Regions from separate parts of the Danio rerio genome. Here region 1 is linked to region 2. A link is a contact called in public Micro-C data. All regions are on one chromosome and are shown on one strand. Each heading gives the region's core, a stretch centred on a gene start, on an enhancer-like site or on the middle of the called end of the contact. The rest is flanking DNA. Distances are from core to core; before and after follow the strand shown.

Region 1 (6,539 bases), core at 3,947-6,446, 330 kb before region 2:
ACCACATAGATATATATATATATATATATATATATATATATATATATATATATATATATATATATATATATATATATATATATATATATATATATATATATATATATACACATATACATACACACACACACACACACATTACAATATGAATGCAATTTCAAGAAATGACTTGAACAGCTCTATTCGGGGGAAAGCAGCCAGTGGTTTTAGATTAACTGGAATGATTTTGTAGCCATAAATTACAATAAACCAACATATTAAAAGCACAGACAAACACAAAGGAGCAAAGATTACAGTGAGAAGAATAAAATCAGTGCTTTATGATTTTCCAGAGAGTCCTAACAGAATTCAGCTAATGGTAGAGTTGCATGTAAACGAACACTTATTGTTGGGCTGCACGATATTGAAAAATCTGACATTGCGATATTTCGCTTTGGTGCAATATATGTGGCGATGTATTGAATATAATTTCACCAGATGTTCTGAATAGCTCTGTTTGGAAAGATTTCATTCATTCAGATTTACTGGGACGATCAAGTCTTATGCAGTGCATGTGCATAAAATATAATAAATTACAAGCATATATTAGTATGACAGAGCAAAAATAGAAGCTAAATACACAGCGCAGTCAAACACAAACATTGTCAAGCATAAAATAGCATGGTGTAAATCATTTTAAACAATAATACAAAAGTATATCATCATCTTTTAATCAATACTCAAATCCCGATGCGACTATCGCAGATGCACACATTGCAACATCGATAAATTGTTCAGCCATAACTCACTTTAACAATATTTCAACAATTGTCTTGTGCCTACATTTTTATCATTTATTTATTTTGCACGAGTTTTTAAGACCTGTAAATAAAGCATAAACTCTCTTGAAATGCATGCTCAGACAGTCACAAGCCCTTCAAACGCATGCAAATAACAATCTTTCACTCCATTATGCTTCAACTCCGCAGTGACTCCACAATACTCGTGTGTTGTGAACTGTGGCTCCTGGTCAATTATAATCCAACACTGGCCATCCTGAGACTATTGCAGATGCACACAAACACATTGCAATATCGATGCTGAAACGATATATACACACAGTAGGGCAGCACAATATTTGATACAACAGACACATCACAAGATCTGAAATGCGGAGTTAGGCTTATAAGGAACCAAAAAACACTGGAGTCATTGCCAAGTTAAACGCTTTATTCAGATGCATTTTATTAAGGGCTCTAACTAAAAGATTTCAAGTCAATTTAAACCATAATCTCTTTATAACAGAAATGCGGCTTTAACAAAGATATTGGTGTTTAATTATGCATGCATTGAAGACTACACAGTGCTATTTTACATTCGATTACTGCATTCCTGTACTCCAATACTGCTAGACTCTCCAGAAAACCACTGCTTATTTCATATTTACCCCTGTTCTATTGACTTCATCTGTGTTTTATTTTTATTTAGCATATTGTGGTGTTATTTTGCATGTTTTTATGCAGACGCACAAAATCCGAGATCTTACAAAATCAGCCCGAGCTATGTAGAATTATGAATTGTTTCCAAATAGAGTCGTCTTGCCAAATTATGTTTATATCACTATAAATATTGCATTAAAACTATCGTGCACCCCTAAAATATTGTGCATAGCAGTAGCATCTATAGATTCACATGACAAACGTCTTCTCCATGAGCGCGCCTCTCTTGAGCTATTGTGACACGAGCTCATAGCGCGGTGAATAATGCATGTGGAGTAAAATGATCTTAATTTAGCCGCTGAACATGGACTTCTACAGTCAAACAATGAAGACGGGAAACACAATAGATTCTGTTTCCTTTCTAAATACACCAACAAACAACACTGTTAAATGAAAAGATCATATACAGTGCCGGGGGAAAGTTTATGAAACCCTTGAAAAATCATCCAGAGAGTATATATATATATATATATATATAAAAGGGGGTTCACAAACTTTTGCATAAGGTTATTTTCTAATAAGCACAGCTATTTATTTGTCTTGAATTATATGTAAATGCTTTGTATGTGAAATATATTACGCTGGACAGTGCTAAATTAAAAAAAAGCATGCATTTTGAAGGATCTCTGATTTGTTTTTTGATTAATTGTATGCATGTTTTGCTGATTTTTGACTGACAAACTGTATTTGATGTACAACTGTATTATTTTTCTTTTAATAAAGCTACTACATACAAGAAGTTGCAATTTATGCAATTTACTATTTAATATATATATATATATATATATATATATATATATATATATATATATATATATATATATATATATATATATATATATATAGCTCTCAAATAGGAGATAATTCATTTAGAAAAATTACCAAAAGTGATTTTATGTACACAGAAAACATGAAAGTGTATAAACTGATATTTCAAATATCAAAATATGATGGAAATAATGCTAATTTAATATAACAGATGTATAAAATAATACTTTTTCATTTATTATAAGTCATATATTTCAGTGCAATTGAATAAAACAGATTTATTACACAGATTATTACACAGATAAGCTTCCTATAGAATTATAATAAATTAAAAGTAAGGGGTGAACTGATATATGCTGAACACTATATATATATATATATATATATATATATATATATATATATATATATATATATATATATATATATATATATATATATATATATATATATATATATACATACACACACACACATATATATATATATATATATATATATATATATATATATATATATATATATATATATATATATATATATATATATATATATATATATAGTCTCAACTAGGAGATAAATCATTATGGACTTCATATTTCATTTGGAAAAACAGCCAAAAGTGATTTTATATACAGAGAAAACATGAAAATGTCTACACTGATATTTCAAATATGAAAATATGAGGGACAAAATGTTCATTTAACATAACAGATGTATAAAATAACAATTTTATCCATTCTCAGTGAATATAGGTCATATATTTTGGTGCATTTGAATAAAACAGATTTATTAAACAGATATAAAGATATTTTAGTCAACAATATACTTTTGTTTCTCTTGATTACTCCTCTTTTTACAATTTTTATTTAATATTTTAATTAACATATAAATTTGGGTGTTTTGGGTGAGTTTTTGGACAGTTTTCAGAAGTTATTTAGTTAGATTAGCTCCAGATTTGGCTTTAGTACTTATTAATCCAAAGTATATGCACAAATATAATATTGTGAAGCTTCCTACAGAAAAGATGAATTAAGAAAAAGATATTTGTGAGGGGTGAACTCATATATGCTGAGCACTATATATATATACATATATATATACATATACATATATATATGACAATCTCAAATGGGAGAGGATTCATTTTGGACTTCATGTTTCATTTGGAAATTCACCAAAATTATTGTGTATATATGTACACAGAAAACATGAAAGTGCATACAATGATGTTTCCAATATCAAAATAAGAGGGAAATAATGTTAATTTAACATAACAGATGTACAAAATAACAGATTTTTATCCATTTCTCTGTGCATATAGGTCATATATTTTGGTGCATTTGAACAAAACAGATATATTAAACACATATATTATTAAAATTATATTTTAGTCAACAATTTATTTCTTGTTATTCTTGATTTTACCTTTTTTTGTATAATATTTTTACCTAACATAAAAATTTGGATGTTTTTAGTGACTTTTTTAACCGTTTTCTTAAGTTATTTTGTAAGATTAGCTCCAGATTCGGCTTCAGCTCTGATTAATCTAATGTATATGCACAAATATGATATTGTAAAGCTTCCTATGGAAGATATTCATTTAAAGAACAAACATTTGTGAGGGGTGAACTCGCATATGCGGAGCAGATTGTTATACTAAATAATATTTTAAAAACTTACAAAGAGTAGATGCTAGTGGCTTAAAAGAAAATAAAAAATAAGGATGTGATACTTAAATAGTCTTTTAAATGTCAATAAATATTTTCTAAAACAAACTCTGACATTTTAAAGGACGTATTCTGTGAATCACCATTAAAATGATGTGTAATATAAAATGAATAAAATAAATAATAATAAAATAATAACTTATTTATCCAGAAAAAAATAAACAGGACACAGTCAGATGTATTTTTTCCAACTAAATAGTTGTGATGCATGTAAATACTTTCATTTCTTTCTTTCCCTGACTCATATAAATACAGTGTGAAGAACTGCACTGTTTCAAACAGAGTTTAGCCCTCTTAAATTTACTTTCTACAGCACAGAACTCCATATTTCTCCCTGAGATAATTCTAGGACAGATAAGCATGATGTATAGCCTCCTATGAATATCACATCTGGCCCTCGTGCTGATCTTTTTAAAGAAAAAAAGGCACTTAATTCTCTCTTAAGATGAATAGCCGTGTTATCAACATTTCTGAAACAGTGCACGAGTGACCCTGCTCGCACCCACACCTTAACCATATTAAATCTTCAACAACTCCGAACAAAGATATCTCCATCCATCCTGTTGATGTTTTTTTTAAGAAGAAAAAAAGAGGCACTGCAGTTTTGATGCTCTCTCAAACCCAGAATGGAGACTGTGTGGACTTAAAATAAAAAAAAACAAGCATGCACAAAGGCAGATATGAATGATACTCACAGATTAAAGAAGAACAGTCCTAGTAGATGTTTCTGACGCGATGTAAACCCAATGTTTATAAAGTCACCTCTAAAAAAAATCAGCGCACAAAGACTTGGATCATCGCGTCCAGGTAGATTTCAGCTCCGCGCGCTCCAGATAAACCCATTAGGCCCTCGAGTAGGGAATAATAAGAGGAAACAGTGTAGACTTCACATTTAAAAGCAGCATTTCATGCTTTTTTGCTCTCCCTTCAGCAGTTGTCCGTGCAACACTCGGATCAAATCCCCGTTTAAATCAGAGCCACGCGCGTTCCCGTCGCCGCGCTGGCCCGTCCGGTTCACGCGCGTTCGTTCGCAGCGCAGAAAACACCGCTTAACCGCACTCCCCGTTAAAAGCAGAGTGTTTTGAGGTAAACTTGAGGAAATTCCGCTGGTTTGGTACTGCGGAAAGTGCAGGTCGATCCGGGAGCAGAAAGACAGGAGCGTCGAGCCGGCTGCGTGTCTGACTGCAGCGGCGCGCCGGAAAACGCGGCCCGGAGTAGCGGATCCGCGCGGAGCGGAGCAACACCTGGCGGACACTCGAGGGGTTATAAACATTATGGAGGGTCTCTTTCCCGACAACTGTTTCAACAATGCCAAAAACACCGGGAGAGTGACAGAAAACATGACTTCTATCTCTCACACACTGCTTTTATGCACTTTTATTCACTTAAAAAATGCTAGGGGAGATGTTACATATGGACAACCCAATTATTGTTGTAATATATATTAAATACAGACATTTTTATGGTTCACTGTAAAAAATACTGGGTTCCACACAATTCCTTCACATTTTCCCAATACAAATCGATTACAGTAAATCTAGTCATCCCACAAACACTCAGGAATTGTGTTCTTTTGATTCATTTAAATAAGTAATAAGCAGCACAAGTATTTTTGTGTTGAGTGTTGAGTTTGTCCATGTGTGACCCAATCTTGGGTTATTACAACCCAGCAATTATAGTGTAATTAGTAGGGCCTATTGTGTAATGGTATTATAATGAGCATGTTATTGCAATGCAAAACCTTCATTCATTCATTCATTGTGACTCTAAAAATGCTGTGTTGTTGTAACCCAAAGCATTTTAATTTAAATAATATTGTGTAGTGGCTTTACAATTACCCTTTTATTGCAATGCTATACCCACATTCATTCATTCATTCTGAGTGACAGAAAACCTGACATCTTCCTCACAAAACACTGCCTTTACCAAACATTTCTATACACTTAACAAATGCTGGGGGCGTAAATATGAACAACCCCAACCGTTTTGTTAATTTGTTTATTTACATTTAAATGCCTTTTCATTTAATGTAGAGTTTGGGTTTGCCAATGTTTGACCCAACCTTGAGTTGTGAAAACCCAGCAATTTCTATATTGTAGTTAGTTTTGTTCCATTTGGCTTTACACTTAGCATCTATTACAGTGTTACAACTTCATTCATTCATTCATTCTGACTTTTTAACATTCCGTTTAAGTTTTAAAGATGAAAAGTACACTCTAAAAATGCTGGGGGATATTACCCTAATGTTAGGTCAAAATCTAATACTGTCCAACCCAACCATTTGCTCATTTTTTATATTACACTTTCTAACCCAACATTGTTTTAACCCAGCACTTTTTGATAGTTAGGTAAAGTCACACTAATTTTACTAAAAATGCTATGTTTTCATAACCCAAAGTTGGGTCAAAATTTTTTTTTTATTTACATAACATTTTTATTGACCCAATGCTTGGGTTTGTTCATGTCTGACCCAACTAGCAGTTAGTATTGTGTATTGGCTAGAAAATTACTCGTTATTGCAATGCTATAACTACATTCATTCGTTTATTTATTTATTTATTTA
Region 2 (6,262 bases), core at 2,701-5,200:
TCCACTGTCGCCACTGGCTTGCTTGGTTCGCCACTTTTGGAGCTGCGCATTAATGGATTTGCTCTTCAGTGTTTGGACTCTCAGCACTGAACATTAAACCACACTGAACAGAACTGAACTCTGAAAACCGGCCAGACACTGCTTCAGTTTACTAGAACTTCTGTGTTCGGCTGCTTTGACACAATCTACATTGTAAAATCGCTGGAGAAATAAAGATTAATTGAATTTATTTAATAACGAGATGATTTTTTTTTCATGCAAAGAGTATAATGAGTTCTAAGACAACGCAAGAGGTGTTTCCTCATGCGGCTTATACAAGGTTTTACTGGAAATGTGCGCAAGTGAATACTGCTGAGGTAGATGGATGAGCATGTGCTGCCATGAAACAAGATACCGAATGAGATGCTGCCAGAAGCTGCTGTCATGCTCTGCCAAAAAACCCAGACCAAGGGCACAGCGTCCCACCAGCCTCCATCATCCGCAGTCCAAACTGGAAGCTTATTTTCAATGTAGTTTTGAGAGCAAGACTCTCAATCGGAGTGTTGGTGTCCATGTAAATGCACTCAGTGTTTAATTTGGATCCACATTTCATTTACATTTAGTCATTTATCCAAAGCGACCTGCAAATGAGGACAAGGAAGCAATTTACACAACTATAAGAGCAACAATGAGTATGTGCTGTAGGCGAGATTCAGGTGTGTAAAGTGTAAGAAGCAAAACATTAGTAATGTAAGTTTTTATTTTTTTATTTTATTTTTTTTTAAATACAGTTAGCGGTGAAGCCAGAGAGGCAATTGCAGATTGGTAAGGAAAGTGGAGACTAAATAGTTGAGTTTGTAGTCGTTTCTTGAAGACAGCGATTGACTCTGCCGTTCTGATGCAGTTAGGGAGTTCATTCCACCAACTGGGCAGATTGAACGCGAGAGTTCGGTGATTTCTTCCCTCTTTGGGATGGAACCACGAGGCGACGTTCATTCACAGAACGCAAGTTTCTGGAGGGCACATACATCGGCAGAAGTGAGAGCAGATAAGAAGGAGCAAAGCCAGAAGTCGCTTTGTAAGCAAACATCAGAGCTTTGAATTTGATGCGAGCAGCAACTGGCAGCCAGTGCAAACGGATGAGCAGCAGAGTGACATGTGCTCTTTTAGCTTCATTAAAGACCACTCGTGCTGCTGCATTCTGGAGCAGCTGAAGAGGTTTGATAGAGTTAGCTGAGAGCCCGACTAGTAGAGAGTTGCAATAGTCCAGTCTGGAGAGAACAAGAGCTTGAACAAAGAGTTGAGCTGCATGTTCAGATAGGAAGGGTCGGACCTTTCTGATGTTATAGAGTACGAATCTGCAAGATTGAGCAGTTCTAGAAATGTGGTCAGAGAAGTTTAGTTGGTCATCAATCGGTACTCCAAGGCTTTTCACCATTTTGGATGCAGTAATTTTGCCGGCAGCTAGCTCTCTGCAACTCTCACATGGTCGCCCACTGAAGCTAAGCAGGGCTGCGCCTGGTCAGTACCTAAATGGGAGACCACATTGGAAAAGCTAGGTTGCTGCCGGAAGTGGTGTTAGTGAGGCCAGCAGGGGGCGCCCAACCTGCAGTCTGTGTGGGTCCTAATGCCCCAGTATAGTGACGGGGACTCTATACTGCTCAGTGAGCGCCGTCTTTCGGATGAGATGTTAAACCGAGGTCCTGACTCTCTGTGGTCGTTAAAAATCCCAGGTTGTCCTTTGAAAAAGAGTAGGGGTTTCACCCCGGCATCCTGGCCAAATCATCAGTCAATCATGGCCTCCTAACCCTCCCCATATCATAATTGTCTCCTCTCCACCAATCAGCTGGTGTGCGGTCTGGCGCAAAATAGCTGCCATCGTGTCATCCAGGTGGATGCTGCGCACTGCTGGTGGATGAGGAGATTTCCCCCCATTGTGTAAAGCGCTTTGAGTGCCCAGAAAAGCGCTATATAAATGTAAAGAATATTATTATTATTATTATTATTATTAATGGTTGCCCCATCCATGTGTATTGAAAAGTTTATTATTTCACATAATAAACATGACACTGAAAAGTTTCTAAGCTGCAAACTACACCAAACTAGGAAGGAATACGAGTGTTGTTGCTAATGAAAGTGTGGAAGTGAGTCTGTGCGGGTTTGCAGCGCTGTTTGTTTGTGTTGGTGGGAAATGGCTGGGGGCTGCAGGTATAAAAGCGCTTCAGATTTGGGGAGAGGGTTTGACAGCATGTTTTGGGACCGCGCACACACAGCTCCTCCTATTCAATTGAAAGACAACGGAGGTCTCTTGACAGAACGAAACCGCGCACAAAAAAATGTTTACATCCTGCAAACACTGCGATTGCGACGGCAACAAAAACAGCAAATCATATCAATCACGCATCTTTTGATCACACTTTGTTTGCACTTTTTGTCATATTGTAAGTGGGGAATTTAACTTGGGGGGGTGAGTCCCAATATTTAGAGACACTTCTCAACATGTAAAGAGGCTTTATAGACATTGTGAGCACAAGTATTGCTGGTATGAAGATCATAACAGAGCGCTACTGAAGCTCTGGTGCTAATGAATACATGCAAATGAGGCCTGTGCTGATTTTGGGAAGCCTGAAAGAGTGCCTGCCCACATAGCAAAATTTCTCTGGCCCACACAATCAGGTTTTGCTTGGCCCACATGCCGCAGTGAATTACAGTACATGACTGGACCAAATCTGGCTTCCAGACGAGGGCCAAACACAGACCATATCTGGGCCAAGTCTCAGCCAAGTTAATAACTCATAACTGGGCCTGAACTGGGCCAGATAGGTTGGTGTGTCACGATTGCAATGAAATTGATAAACGCATGGAGTGATGCGCTTTAGGCACACTATGGGCACGCTTTTTCTCAAAGTGACCTGATTGGTAGAATTTTTTTTCTTTACTCAAAAATGATTTTAGTGTATTTTAAATGTGGGTCAAGACTGGCCAAACTCACATGGCCCACTTATCAAATTTGTAAATCTGGGCCAAATACTACGTTTTTCATCTGGCCCAAATCTTGTGTGCCGCCTTAAAGACGGTGCCACCTCTGCCAAACCCGGGCCATGTTTGGCCCACATGCTGTATGCCAGTGCCGGATGAATGCCTGCTGTGCCAGCTTTATGCCAAATCTGGGCCAGAATTCTTTGCTACTAGGGTGTGCATTCACACACCGAGTTTGGTTCTGATACATTACTTATGGGTCCAATACAAAATGTTTGAACACTTTGGTTGCTGAATGATGCAGTATTTTAGTTATATGTACACACACACACACACACACACACACACACACACACACACACACACACACACACACACACACAAAAAAATGGCTATTTTAACCCAATTTTCAATACAATATGGACAAAACCGGCCCACTGGTTTAACTTTATAACATTAAATTTATAGGACCAAATTTAAAAGTTTTGACCCAACATTGGGTTACAATAACCCAATTTTTTTTATTTCTAAAATTTGAATTCTTTTTCCTTTGTTGTGTCAAAAGCTGTTAAATTTGGTCATATACACTAAAAAAATGTAACCTAATGTTTTTTTGTGTGTGCATATTTCACCCAAAATTTGGTTGAAATACACTCACCGGCCACTTTATTAGGTACACCTTACTAGTACCATGTTGGACCCCTTTTGCCTTCAGAACTGCCTTAATCCTTCGTGGCGTAGATTCACCAAGCTAGAGATTTTGCTCCATATTGACATGATAGCATCACGCAGTTGCTGCAGATTTCCAGTCCCTTCTTGAATCTCTGCCACGAAGGATTAGGGTGGTTCTGAAGACAAAAGAGGGTCCAACCCAGTACTAATAAGGTGTACCTAATAAAGTGGCCGGTGAGTGAATATAGATACACAGGAATTCCTCCAGCAGGGGGAGCAGTCCTCCTTCATTAACCCCAGCAGCAGCAGCAGCAGCTCCGGATCCGGCGACTCCCAGATCCAGGCTCCGGATCTTGCGGACGCCCCGCGGATTTTAATCATGCCTCTCTGTCAGTGTTTGAGAGCAGCAGGCTGACAATGATTTCCTCCGTGATTACGCACAGGGCGCGTCCCCGCGGGGATGGGGCCCCCTCTGGAGCCGTCCTCATGGCTTTGGGGGCCTCGCTTCCATTTTCCATTATTATGTGGACTACCGGAGCGACAGCGCAGAGCGAGACCTCGCAGGTTGGTGATGAGGAGGGAGCTCGCATGCTCCTCTCCGACTCTTCTTTATAAAAACAGACTCAATCCTCAATCTCTGATCTAAAGAGAAAATCTGACACTCTCAATTAGACTCCAGCGCGTGCATCTAAACGGAAATAACCATCATTTTACTTAGATTTTTTGTTGTTATTTTCATTTTTGCGCGGTGCGTAATTCCATTATATGACTGATTAAATCAAACATGCATGTGCATTTAAAGACATTTTAAACTCAGAACTGACAACCAATAGGATGCTATGATTTTTTTTGTATTGTTATCATCATTAGGTTGACGTTAGGCTTTGATTCCTCGAATGCGTAATATCATCACATATAGATATATTTGCATGATCTTCTCCGGCGGGTTATTCTTTCGTAGGATATGTCGCGGCGCAAACAAGCCAAACCAAGAGCTCTGAAAGGTAAGTGATCCTCCATATATGATTAGCAGGCTTTCAAGAACGCAAAGCTGATCATTTGTGAGCTTTCCGATGCTGTGTGTGTGCATGCGTATTTGCCAAACACCAAAGTGCGCAAATTTAGGGTTGCTTTGGACGCGCGTTTTCCCGAAGGTTTGCTTTATATGATGCATGGCAGTATTTACTGAGGTCGGACTGTGTTAAGGTCTCGTTGGACAGTTCAATGGCGATATAGTGATGGTATGCAATCTGGATGTTAAATTGGCGTGCAAGTTTGGAGTGACGGATCACGTGACCGTGCAAGCTCTTCTCTAGGACGAGTATTATAAACATTAAGACTTTTGACTAGTAGCCAGCTGTCCTCATGCTGATGCGATGTGTGTTTGCAGTACTTTCAAGGCGGATTGTGGTTTTGGTGGATAGTTTTGGAAGTCAGTCGTGCCAGTCTGTCGCATTGGATTTAATAATTTACATTTGCAGGAAGACTGCTTTAGGCTACAGTAGGGACGTAGATATATATATATATATATATATATATATATATATATATATATATATATATATATATATATATATATATATATATATAGTTGGAGTCAGAATTATTAGCCCCCTTCGATTTTTGTTTTCTTCTTTTTTCAATATTTTGCAAATGATGTTTAACAGATTGAGGAAATTTTCACCGTATGTCTGAAAATATTTTTTCTTCTGGAGAAAGTCTTATTTGTTTTATTTGGGCTACAATAAAAGCAGTTTTTAATTTTTTAATCACTATTTTAGGGTCAATATTAGCCCCTTCAAGCTATACTTTTTGATAGTCTACAGAACAAACCATTATTATACAGTAACTTGCCTAGTTACCCTAACTTTACCCTAATTACCCTGTTAAACCTTAAATGTCACTTTAAGCTTTATAGAAGTGTCTTGAAGAACATCTAGTTAAATATTATTCACTGTAATCATGTCAAAGATTGGTTAAATCGGTGATTAGAGATGAGTTATTAAAACTATTATGATTAGAAATGTGTTGAAAAAAATCAGCTCTCCGTTAAACAGAAATTGGGGAAAAATAAACAAGCGGTGTATTAGTTCAGGGGGGCTAATAATTCTGTCTTCAACTGTATATATCTTTTTGTTGTATTATCATTATCATAACAATTATCATTGTTTTTCATTTACTGCATTGATTTTGTCTATATATTGTAAATGAATTATAATTCTAATTAATTTTGAATGAGCACATTCATGAGCATCAGCGCAAAATTACACTACTGCTAACCCACATTATATTAAATATTGTGTTTTTAATTGTGTTTTTTATATTGTAAGATGACTTCAGCACATTTGATTTGAGATTTTAACATTTTATTTTATTAAATTGAATTACTTTTAATTTATTATTATGATTAATAATGGCTGCATGGTGGCACAGTGGGTAACATGTTCGCCTCACAACAAGAAGGTCGCTGGTTCGAGCCTCGGCTGGGTCAGTTGGCGTTTCTGTGTGGAGTTTGCATGCTCTCCCCGTGTTGGTGTGGGTTTCCTCCAGATTCTCCGGTTTCCCCCACAGTCCAAACACATGCGCTATAGGGGAGTTGAATAAACTAAAGATTGTCCATAGTGTATGTTTG

Evidence for each region. Hi-C and Micro-C count contacts between places; a contact is called where the count stands out from the background.
Region 1: a Micro-C map of caudal fin shows a contact between it and region 2, with 20 times the contacts expected there. The contact joins the promoter of adgrl2b.1 here to the promoter of LOC108180213 in region 2. A contact is called at or near these places in 3 of 18 Hi-C or Micro-C datasets (caudal fin, hematopoietic stem cells and an unstated tissue).

The regions. Positions count from the first base shown.
Region 1 is chr2:1,841,161-1,847,699 of GRCz12tu, reverse strand. adgrl2b.1 (adhesion G protein-coupled receptor L2b, tandem duplicate 1) reads right to left here and starts at 5,196. Exons shown (of 20, transcript NM_001366848.1): 1 at 4,672-5,196.
Region 2 is chr2:1,505,378-1,511,639 of GRCz12tu, reverse strand. LOC108180213 (zinc finger protein 521) reads left to right here and starts at 3,950. Exons shown (of 7, transcript XM_073922310.1): 1 at 3,950-4,194.